Regions from separate parts of the Mus musculus genome. Here all the other regions are linked to region 1. The links are chromatin contacts, called in public HiChIP or PLAC-seq maps. All regions are on one chromosome and are shown on one strand. The core of a region is the stretch at or near the end of the contact, and the rest is flanking DNA. Distances in the headings are between cores, read along the strand shown. Region 1 overlaps Gm6093 (predicted gene 6093). Region 2 has its middle 19 kb from the start of Serpinb1a. Region 3 has its middle 27 kb from the start of Serpinb1c.

Evidence for each region. HiChIP or PLAC-seq counts read pairs in DNA pulled down with a chosen protein or histone mark.
Region 2: an H3K27ac HiChIP or PLAC-seq map of acute myeloid leukemia shows a contact between it and region 1, with 3 times the contacts expected there. The contact joins two enhancer-like sites. A contact is called at or near these places in 5 of 115 datasets of contacts at active chromatin or transcription factors (the 230-238 cell line, acute myeloid leukemia, bone marrow-derived dendritic cells and 1 more).
Region 3: a FOXA1 HiChIP or PLAC-seq map of pancreatic cancer cells shows a contact between it and region 1. The contact joins two enhancer-like sites. A contact is called at or near these places in 2 of 15 datasets of contacts at CTCF or cohesin (the NIH/3T3 cell line and large pre-B cells) and 4 of 115 datasets of contacts at active chromatin or transcription factors (the 230-238 cell line, embryonic stem cells, large pre-B cells and 1 more).

What each region holds. Positions count from the first base shown.
Region 1 is chr13:33,560,535-33,563,265 of GRCm38.p6, forward strand. It overlaps Gm6093 (predicted gene 6093), which reads right to left. Exons shown (of 3, transcript NR_131141.1): 3 at 1,952-2,731. Among named protein-coding and RNA genes, the nearest start is that of Gm6093, 7.4 kb to the right of the region's middle. Within about 2 kb of position 1,352, at least 34 of the 459 cell types and tissues checked have an H3K27ac peak or open chromatin away from gene starts, as enhancers often do. A contact at or near this core is called in the 230-238 cell line, the NIH/3T3 cell line, acute myeloid leukemia and 1 more, where this site is marked.
Region 2 is chr13:32,830,742-32,833,472 of GRCm38.p6, forward strand. No RefSeq gene overlaps it. Among named protein-coding and RNA genes, the nearest start is that of Serpinb1a, 19 kb to the right of the region's middle. Within about 2 kb of position 1,345, at least 119 of the 459 cell types and tissues checked have an H3K27ac peak or open chromatin away from gene starts, as enhancers often do. A contact at or near this core is called in the 230-238 cell line and acute myeloid leukemia, where this site is marked.
Region 3 is chr13:32,923,730-32,926,460 of GRCm38.p6, forward strand. It overlaps a transcript of Serpinb1c not described here and the pseudogene Gm18311. Among named protein-coding and RNA genes, the nearest start is that of Serpinb1c, 27 kb to the left of the region's middle. Within about 2 kb of position 1,407, at least 67 of the 459 cell types and tissues checked have an H3K27ac peak or open chromatin away from gene starts, as enhancers often do. A contact at or near this core is called in the NIH/3T3 cell line and pancreatic cancer cells, where this site is marked.

The DNA.
Region 1 (2,731 bases), core at 102-2,601:
AGGATCTCAAAAGGAGTAAGACTGAATTGAGAGGAAATATTTCTGGTTCTAAATAGGGCAGGGGGGAGGAACACCACCCAGTCTGTGCCAGTCTCCATGGTTAATTTGTCAAGGTCTCTTTTAGGGTTCTATTCATCCTTTCTACCTGACCTGAATTCTGAGGTCTGTACATACAATGTAATTCCCATTTGACCTGTAATACTTGACCACCCCCTGACTTACTTGGGCAACAAAGGCAAGGCCATTATCTGACCCTATTGCTTTTGGCATTCTGAAACTTGGAAATTTTTTTCAATAATTTTCTTGACGACTATCTGAGCAGTCTCATTTTTACAGTGAAAAGCTTCTATGCATCTCGAGATCATATTCACAAAGGCAAGAAGGTATTTATACCCATATTTTCGTTGGTAAAGTCTACTTGCCATAGATGCCAGGTTTGTCTCCCCGGTACCTTTTCCCTGGATCCACTGTAATGTGGCAGACATTGACATTTTAGCAGGGCACACACTTGTGCAACACCTGCTCCACAAGGTGTTTTAAACCTCATACATGGTACTTAGTCTTGGAGAATGTCTGGATGAGCTTGCTTATCCCTAAGTGCATCTTTTTGAGCATAGACTCTGCTTGTCTTTATGGCAGAATTTTCTTTCCCCTGGAGGTATACCACAGTCTCTTATTTTTGTTGAACTGGTAACTATAATCTTTGGAAATGAGGGTTAAATCCTCTGCTGTATAGGCAAACTTGGGCTCTGTTGCCAGGAGCACCAGCAGGGTCATGGCTGCAACAATTCTTGGTCTGCCATGTTGTCGTCCCTTGCTTTCATGGTATCTGTCTAATGGTGACTAGGACAGTGGATGATGTTTACCTTGGCAGGGTCATGGAGGTCCCTCAGGAGAGCTGGTATTTTCTCATTGTTCTTAATTTCTTTTCCTCCAGTTCTCAGTAGACCCCTCTGTTGATATATGGCCCTATGGACATGGGCTGTGGCCAAAGCATACTTGCTATCCATGTAGACATTGAGTCTTTTTTCTTTTCTTATTTCCAGGACCTTAGTGTGGACGATCAGTTTTGCCTTTTGGGCTAATGTGTCCTCTAGCAGGACCTTTGTCCAGATAACTTGGTGTCTGTCTACCACAACTGCTCCAGCATGTCTCATTTCTTTTTCTAGATAGCTGTTCACATCTGTTAACCAGGTAACATCTGTGCCCTCTAGTGGCTTGTCTGTAGATCTTCATGTCACCTATGTGCCTCAGCAAGAATTTGCTGACAGTCATGTACAGGAGACTCTATGTCTCGTTCTGTGAGCATGGTAACTGAATTTAGACATGCGAGGGTCAGGGAGAAGTGACTCTTTCAGAGTTAAGCAATAGAGTCTGGTAATGAGTCATGTGAGCGTTAGTCAGTCATCAGTCAGGGGGCTAGTGAACCATGCTCTCTAGAATTCTCACAGAATTACCAAATTCTGTCCTAGAGTCAATTTATCTGTGTTCTTGACCAGTAACATCACAACAGCTACTATGCACAGACAAGCAGGCCATCTGTAGCCACAAGGTCTAATTTATTTTGATAAGTATGTGCTGGGAACTAAAATAGGGGGCCCTGGGGAAGAGGGGGAAGGACCCCGTCAGAGTTTTACCTATTCTCTCATCAGTCAGGCATGGAAGGGCTGCTATACACTTACCACTCATCCCCGGGTGAGCATTTAAGCCTCTGACCCACTCTTCGGGGTGGCAAAAGGGCAGCCCTACTGGGAGCCCTAGCTAAAGCCACTGGGGTTATGGGAAAGAGGAATGAGGGAAGTAAGGTTCCCAACACCAGCAAGAGTGAGTGCAGCGGATCTTGACTGGAGCACAGGAAGGCCTTCCATCAAGAGATTAGAAACGGCTCATTAGGAGAAAGCCTATCTCATCCTCCAAGCTCAGTGGGTCTTGATGAGCAGAGACATTCTATGGTTTTAGAGCTTTATTATAGAAAGGCAGGGAGAAAGAGAGAAGGTAGAAGAGAGAGGGGGAAGGTTAGAGAGAAAGAGAGTAAGAGGGAGGGAGGAGAGGACAAAGAGAGAGGAGAGAGGAGAGAAGACAAAGAGTGTCATGGACCGGGCTCAGTCAGCCCCCCTCAATCCATGGGAATCAGTGTCTTGGACAGATGGGCATAGAGTCGGTGAGAATGGGGTACAGACAGAGGCAGACAGGAGAGAATGTGTTGGGTCTGAATGTAATGTCCAAACGAACACCAGGCTTTTTTATACAGAAGAAAAACAAACAAACAAACAAACAAACAAACAAACAACCAGGAGAACACATCTGCCAAGTTACAGTGACACAAAACAAAAGGAATGCATACATCAAAAGATGGAGGGAACCAGGCCACATTTACCACTTAAAATGGTGCCAGGTGAATGCTCTGATGCAATGCTAGTCTATTGTTAAACCCACCATCAGGGGTTCTTTAGTAAATTCCTGATTATGCTATTCCACTGGGCCTAGTGAAGAAACCTGTACCAGGGGAATGCCCTTCCACTAAATCTTTCATGGACAAACCACCTATTTGCTAGGACATTGTGTATTCCTGTGTTTGGGTGCAACTCAGCTATTGTCCTAAGTAATCACTATGCAGATTAGCCCTGAGCTTTTCTAGATCTGTTCTTTGTAATGCTTGATTATTTTCAGGGTTTCTACTAGAAGTGAATTCGAATGTTACTGAATAGGTAACATTCTTACTGCTCCTCAA
Region 2 (2,731 bases), core at 95-2,594, 730 kb before region 1:
TTGAAGCTCTGAGATCCACCAGGAATGACTTATCTAACTTTCTTTCCGGGGGCCTGACGAAATAGCTCAGAGGGTAAAGTTCTTTACCAGGCAACTGTGAAGACAGATATTCAGAGCCCAAGAACCCATGTAAAAGCTGGGTAGGCATAGCAGCCGCTGGTAATCCTTGCAGATGATCCCTGAAGGAAACTGACTAGTGAGACCAGCTGAAATGGCATGCTGCTTGTTTAGGGAGAAGAGTCTGCTTTGATATATAAGGTATAGTAATTAAGAACACTTTGGACCACCACACACATGTACCTGCACACATACCACACACACACACACACACACACACACACACACACACAGAGGAAAACGAAATTCCTCATGGCTTAAATGAACCTAACTTCTGTCACAATACATCCCTCAAATTTCAACTGTTCTACCTAAGACTCTTTCAGCATGTTGACCACTAGAAAAAGGAACCACGTACCCTCCTGCTTTATATTGTTCAAAGGTTGGACTCCTTACCCCACCCCACCCCTGCCCTGTAGGCAGTCTAGTTCTGATCAGATCCTCCCAACACGAGAAGCTAAACCGTGAAATTTCACATCCCAGTTTCTTCCATCCTGACTGCGATAGCTGTCACAAGATTTTGCGAGTGTTGCTTTAATAGTCGATAGGAATTTCAAGTAATGCCTTAAAGTCAAACTGAAGTTGGGGCTGAAATAATAGCGAAGCATCCAGCTTTTTATGTCACAATTAAGTCTGATGAAGCCATCATTTTCTCCTGCTGCCTGGCAAGCCCAGAATATAAAGGAACTTTATTTCATGTGGGAGGGAACAGAATAGGGATAGATTTGCGGAAGTTACAGAAACAATGATAAGAAGAGATAATAAATCAACAAGGAAATTGTTGCCAGGCAACATGGTTGGTTGTCAAAGAGATAGCCTTCAGTAATAACCCTTGGCAATCTTCAATATTAGGCTGTAAATCTCTGAATAAGAATGACTGAGCTATGAGTGGATCAGGGTGGACACTCTTCCAAAGAACCAGTGCACCCAGCTCACCCATTCTGTCTGTAAACATAACTTCTGCCTCTCTGAGAACTGTGCATCTGTTTCACTGACTGGAACACTTTGTCTCTTGTGTATTTAAAATTATACTGTGATTGTAGTTTTTTTTTTTTTTTCTCAGTACAATGAACCCAGGTTGCCATCTCCCTACTTACTTGGGTCCCAGAACTCTGGCCAGAGGTAGCAAGGGCATGTGACTCACAGACAGTGAAACTGGGGTCCTGTGGGAGTTCTCCACAACCTGAAACCAAATTAGGTAGGTACAGAAGGCGGGGCTAGTTGGCTCTGGGGTAGGAGATCTGCATGAGCAGTGTCAGTCTGTAAACACTGCGGAGGAGGAAGATACAGTTGCTAGCCTTTGTACACACTGGGAGAAGGAAATACAGTTACTAGACTTTGTAGACACTTATCAGTCTTCCTAAACAGTACACCAGAACTCCCAAGAAAAGCCTTGCAATTTCTCTTGAGCCTGGCTCATATGCGAAACAGCTTTGCCTATTTCCCATGTGAGGCCTTGGGCATCCTTGACACAGCTGCGCCCAGCCTGGCCCATATGGATAATAGCTTTGTCAATTGGCCATGTGTCTGGCAGGCCTTTGCTGTCCTCCACAAAGCCTTGGCCATGATAAAAATCCATATCTCCTCAGGATTTCACTCACGCAAGCCTTCCTTTGCTCCCTATACCAGTTGATGCCAAATTCCCTTATATTATTCTTGTTAGATCACCAACATTTGACCAGTGAGTCCCGTACATTCCCAGGTCCATGAAGTCTGTAGAATGTTGGATTTGAAGGAACATTACAGAATACTGGGCCACGGTCTTCATTTCCATGGCTGTGGGATCTGCTCTATGACTGACAATCTCCTTTCTTCTTGAATCTGTGTTCCACAGAGCCTGCCTTTTATGCTTGGAGCCCTCATCCTGTCTTTTCCTTGTTAAAATAGTCTATGGCAGGAAAGTCTGCTCTGCTCACCCTTGTCTCCAGCTGCTAGGCATTTCCAGGATTCAGAAACACTGACAAATGGATGTGAGCAATGACTTCCAAGATCTACAGCAAAGCTTAGTCACCTAGAGGCTGTCCTGACATGTTTGGAAGAGTCCCTCCATCCTTCCCTCCCTTCCCCGTGTGAGGCTTTGTGCAAGACAGTGTCAGTGCATAGATGAATGGGCGGGCTCTCTGGGCTGAAAGCTGGCTCTTGAGACTGTGGACAGCTTGTGTAACATCTCTTTATTGGTTTCATCATCCATACAATGAGAACATGTTACATCTAACTCATTAGCCGGATGAGAGGATTAAAGAAGCTTAAAAATATTCTAGTATGTAGATAAGTATGAGATATATCTCCCTTTTTTGAATCTTTGCCATTATTTTTAATCAAGATGAAGCAAAATCTGCCCCCCAGAAGACTAGGACAGTCTGTTCTCATAAGTGAAGGTTAAAATCAAGGGCAGGAGAGGTCGAGGTGGAGAGGAGCCGGGATCTTTCCTATAGAGGGGTAACTTTTCTTACTGGGCTGGTGGGAATTTTAGCAGTATTAGCTAAACAATCATTTTGCTGTCTTTCATTGGGACTTGTCACATGATGGTGAGTTCACTTTACTGTTTTCAGAAAGTGAGCCGACAAAGAGGGCTTCTGAAGGGTTTCATTGCCATCACAACCGAGCTGTGGTT
Region 3 (2,731 bases), core at 157-2,656, 640 kb before region 1:
TCTGTGCTCTTGCTCTCTGATTCAAAAACACTTTACGTTAATCACAAAGCTCAAAAATACATTTTAAAAATGTTTCCTCACCACACCATCTCACTTCAGTGAGAAATAGCAGAGGTTTGGTGGGCGCATCCAACTGGTTGTGTAGCTGCAAAAAAACAGTCAACGGTGCTCTCCTTTACAAAGCTGATGGAACCTACTATGTTTTACTTATGTCTTGTAACTCTTGTTACAGCATCTTCATTGTTAATACTTGACAATGAATCATATAGTGAATTCCGATGACTTCTTGTGACTCATTCTCTATCAAGCACTGAAATCCCAATTGACATCCTAGTAGCTGGAACACGGTCTGTGCACACATCAGCATCCCTTCCTCAAGAGAAGTTGATCACTGTCATAAATGAATCAATTGTGCTAATAAATTGTTTGCAGTAACTGTTGTTTCAAGAGGTTTGCAAAGATAAATTTTTTAAAGTCTCCGTCATTAAAATACTTCACTTAAACCTATGAACAGTTTGCCACACCTGTAGACTCATCAGGCTGAATGCTGGATATTGAATACTTGAGGTGAAATAGCAATCAAGAATAGCAGACATGTCATCGATTCTTCTTCAGAGAGTGCCGTTAGATTAAAAAAGTTGCCATCAATTCCATGACAAATTCATCTCTGATCATAACTTGATCAATGTCTTTGGCTGCTGGCAACAGTAAATCTCCAGTGTTGGTGTGACATTTCATAGTTCTGTCAATTCTGAGTGACAGAATTCAAAGCTTCTCAGCTTCAGTAAGTTGGAGAAGACAGTACAGTGTGTGTGACTTTGGGTCTCAGACCTAAGGAGACCCAGGTCAAGAGCCTGGTCCTGGTAGGGTTTTGTGGCCTTCCTCAGGAAAGAGCACTTAAGATATTAGACAGCAAACATTAACAAGGGTCTGTGAAATATTTTCCTGTTTTCCTTGAGGCAGAAGAAACTGAAACAGAGCAGACTTCATCTGCAGAAGCTGGAGGAGCGACTCCTACTGAGCAGGAATGTGGAGGAGGGTGTTCCTTAAGGCTCTGGTGTGTTTATGACCAAGGAGGCAAGAATAAAGAGAAACAGATCTTAAATTCTCATCTACCCGACCCTCCCTCATGGACCCTCTCTCCCTCACACTTTCTGGATTTGTTCCTTTCATCAGACAACTAGGAAAGTTTACCTAGCTTCACCGCTGATTGCATGGATTTCTCTGTTAAAGCTGTTGAGATTCCATTCAGTAGGTGTGGCACATCCTTTTCTACTGATTTCCAGTTTCTACTGCTTCACCTTTGCTGCCCAGTTGGCCACTGGTCTTTTCCCTCTGCCGTCATATGTTTATTCATTACATACTTCAGCTGGTATGCCAGATAACAGGCTGGGTCCGGGAAATGAGGAGTGAAACTGCCCCAGCCTTCAAGTAGGGTGTGCAGTGACCCTGATCACACACTGGCAATTCAGTGCAAGCACAGCCTGTCTGGTCACCTGCCCTTTTGTCTCCCTGCCTGAGTCTCAGTGCAGCCAGCTCCCCTCGGCAGCATGACTCCTATTGGTGCCTTTTTTACTGCGTCTTTTCAGATGTTCATCCATTGGCCCAGTCCATGAGTTTGGAGTTTAGCTTCTTTCTTTGTGTCCTGACTATAACTTCCCAATCAAATGCCTGAACTTACATCCCAGCTTTTGTTTCAAATTCATATGATTTTACACACGTGTCTAGTTTGGTCTAAGTCAAGTTACCTGCTTCTCCCCTTCAGCTCCACATATACAAAATACAAACAAACAAAACAAATAGCAAAACAACAAATAAACCAAAAACAATGATGAGTCCTGCATTGCTGGTGGTTTCAAGTTTTTATAAAAACAGCAAAGAGAGTATGAGAAGGGAGGTTGTATACGGTACCCAATGTATACTGTGTGAAATTGCCCTTATCTTGCACAGTACTATGGAAATGAATATATACAATGAAGTTTTTAAATGGACAAGTAAATAAAAAACAAAACCTAAATAATCAAGATAGTATGTTTTCAAAATGACTTAAAGAAAAGAAACCCTTATTTACTGTTTAAGGGGACACAAGTCTGCACAGATACTATAGAAAACAATATGGAGTGTGCTCTAAAAGGTGAGTATGGATCTACCATATGGTTCAAAAAATCTCACTTTTTGGTATGTAGCTAAAGGAAATAAAATCTGTGAGTACAAATAAAATTTGTATGAACAAAAGATGGTAACACCTGTTTTTATCACAATATTAATCCTAACAGGGATTAATTAGGGATCTGTTTGTGTGCAACAACTGATGAACAGGAAAATAGAGAGTAATGTGCATTCATAAAAACAATGAAACTCTGTTCTGTCTTAAGGAGAAAGAAATCTTGCATTTTAACATCATACACAGGCCTAGAAGATAGCACGTTAAGTTAAATTAGAAAGTCCAACACTGTGAATTAAAAGTTATGTAGAAGTTTAAGATTCTTGAAAACAATTTAACCAAGTGGCAGTTAGTGTAGAATGAATGTGATACTTTACACCTCTGTTCACAAATCATAGCCCAACACAAACAGCAAGGGGAAACAGAAAACAGCCCAACCCAAGGTCAAAAAGCAAACCAGCGGATTTACTTTAAAAACTTGACTTGCTTTGTTTTTAAGATAGAATCAGACAAAACTTTCATCCATAATATAGAATAACTGATCCCTGCTGTCTGTGTCTGTCCACT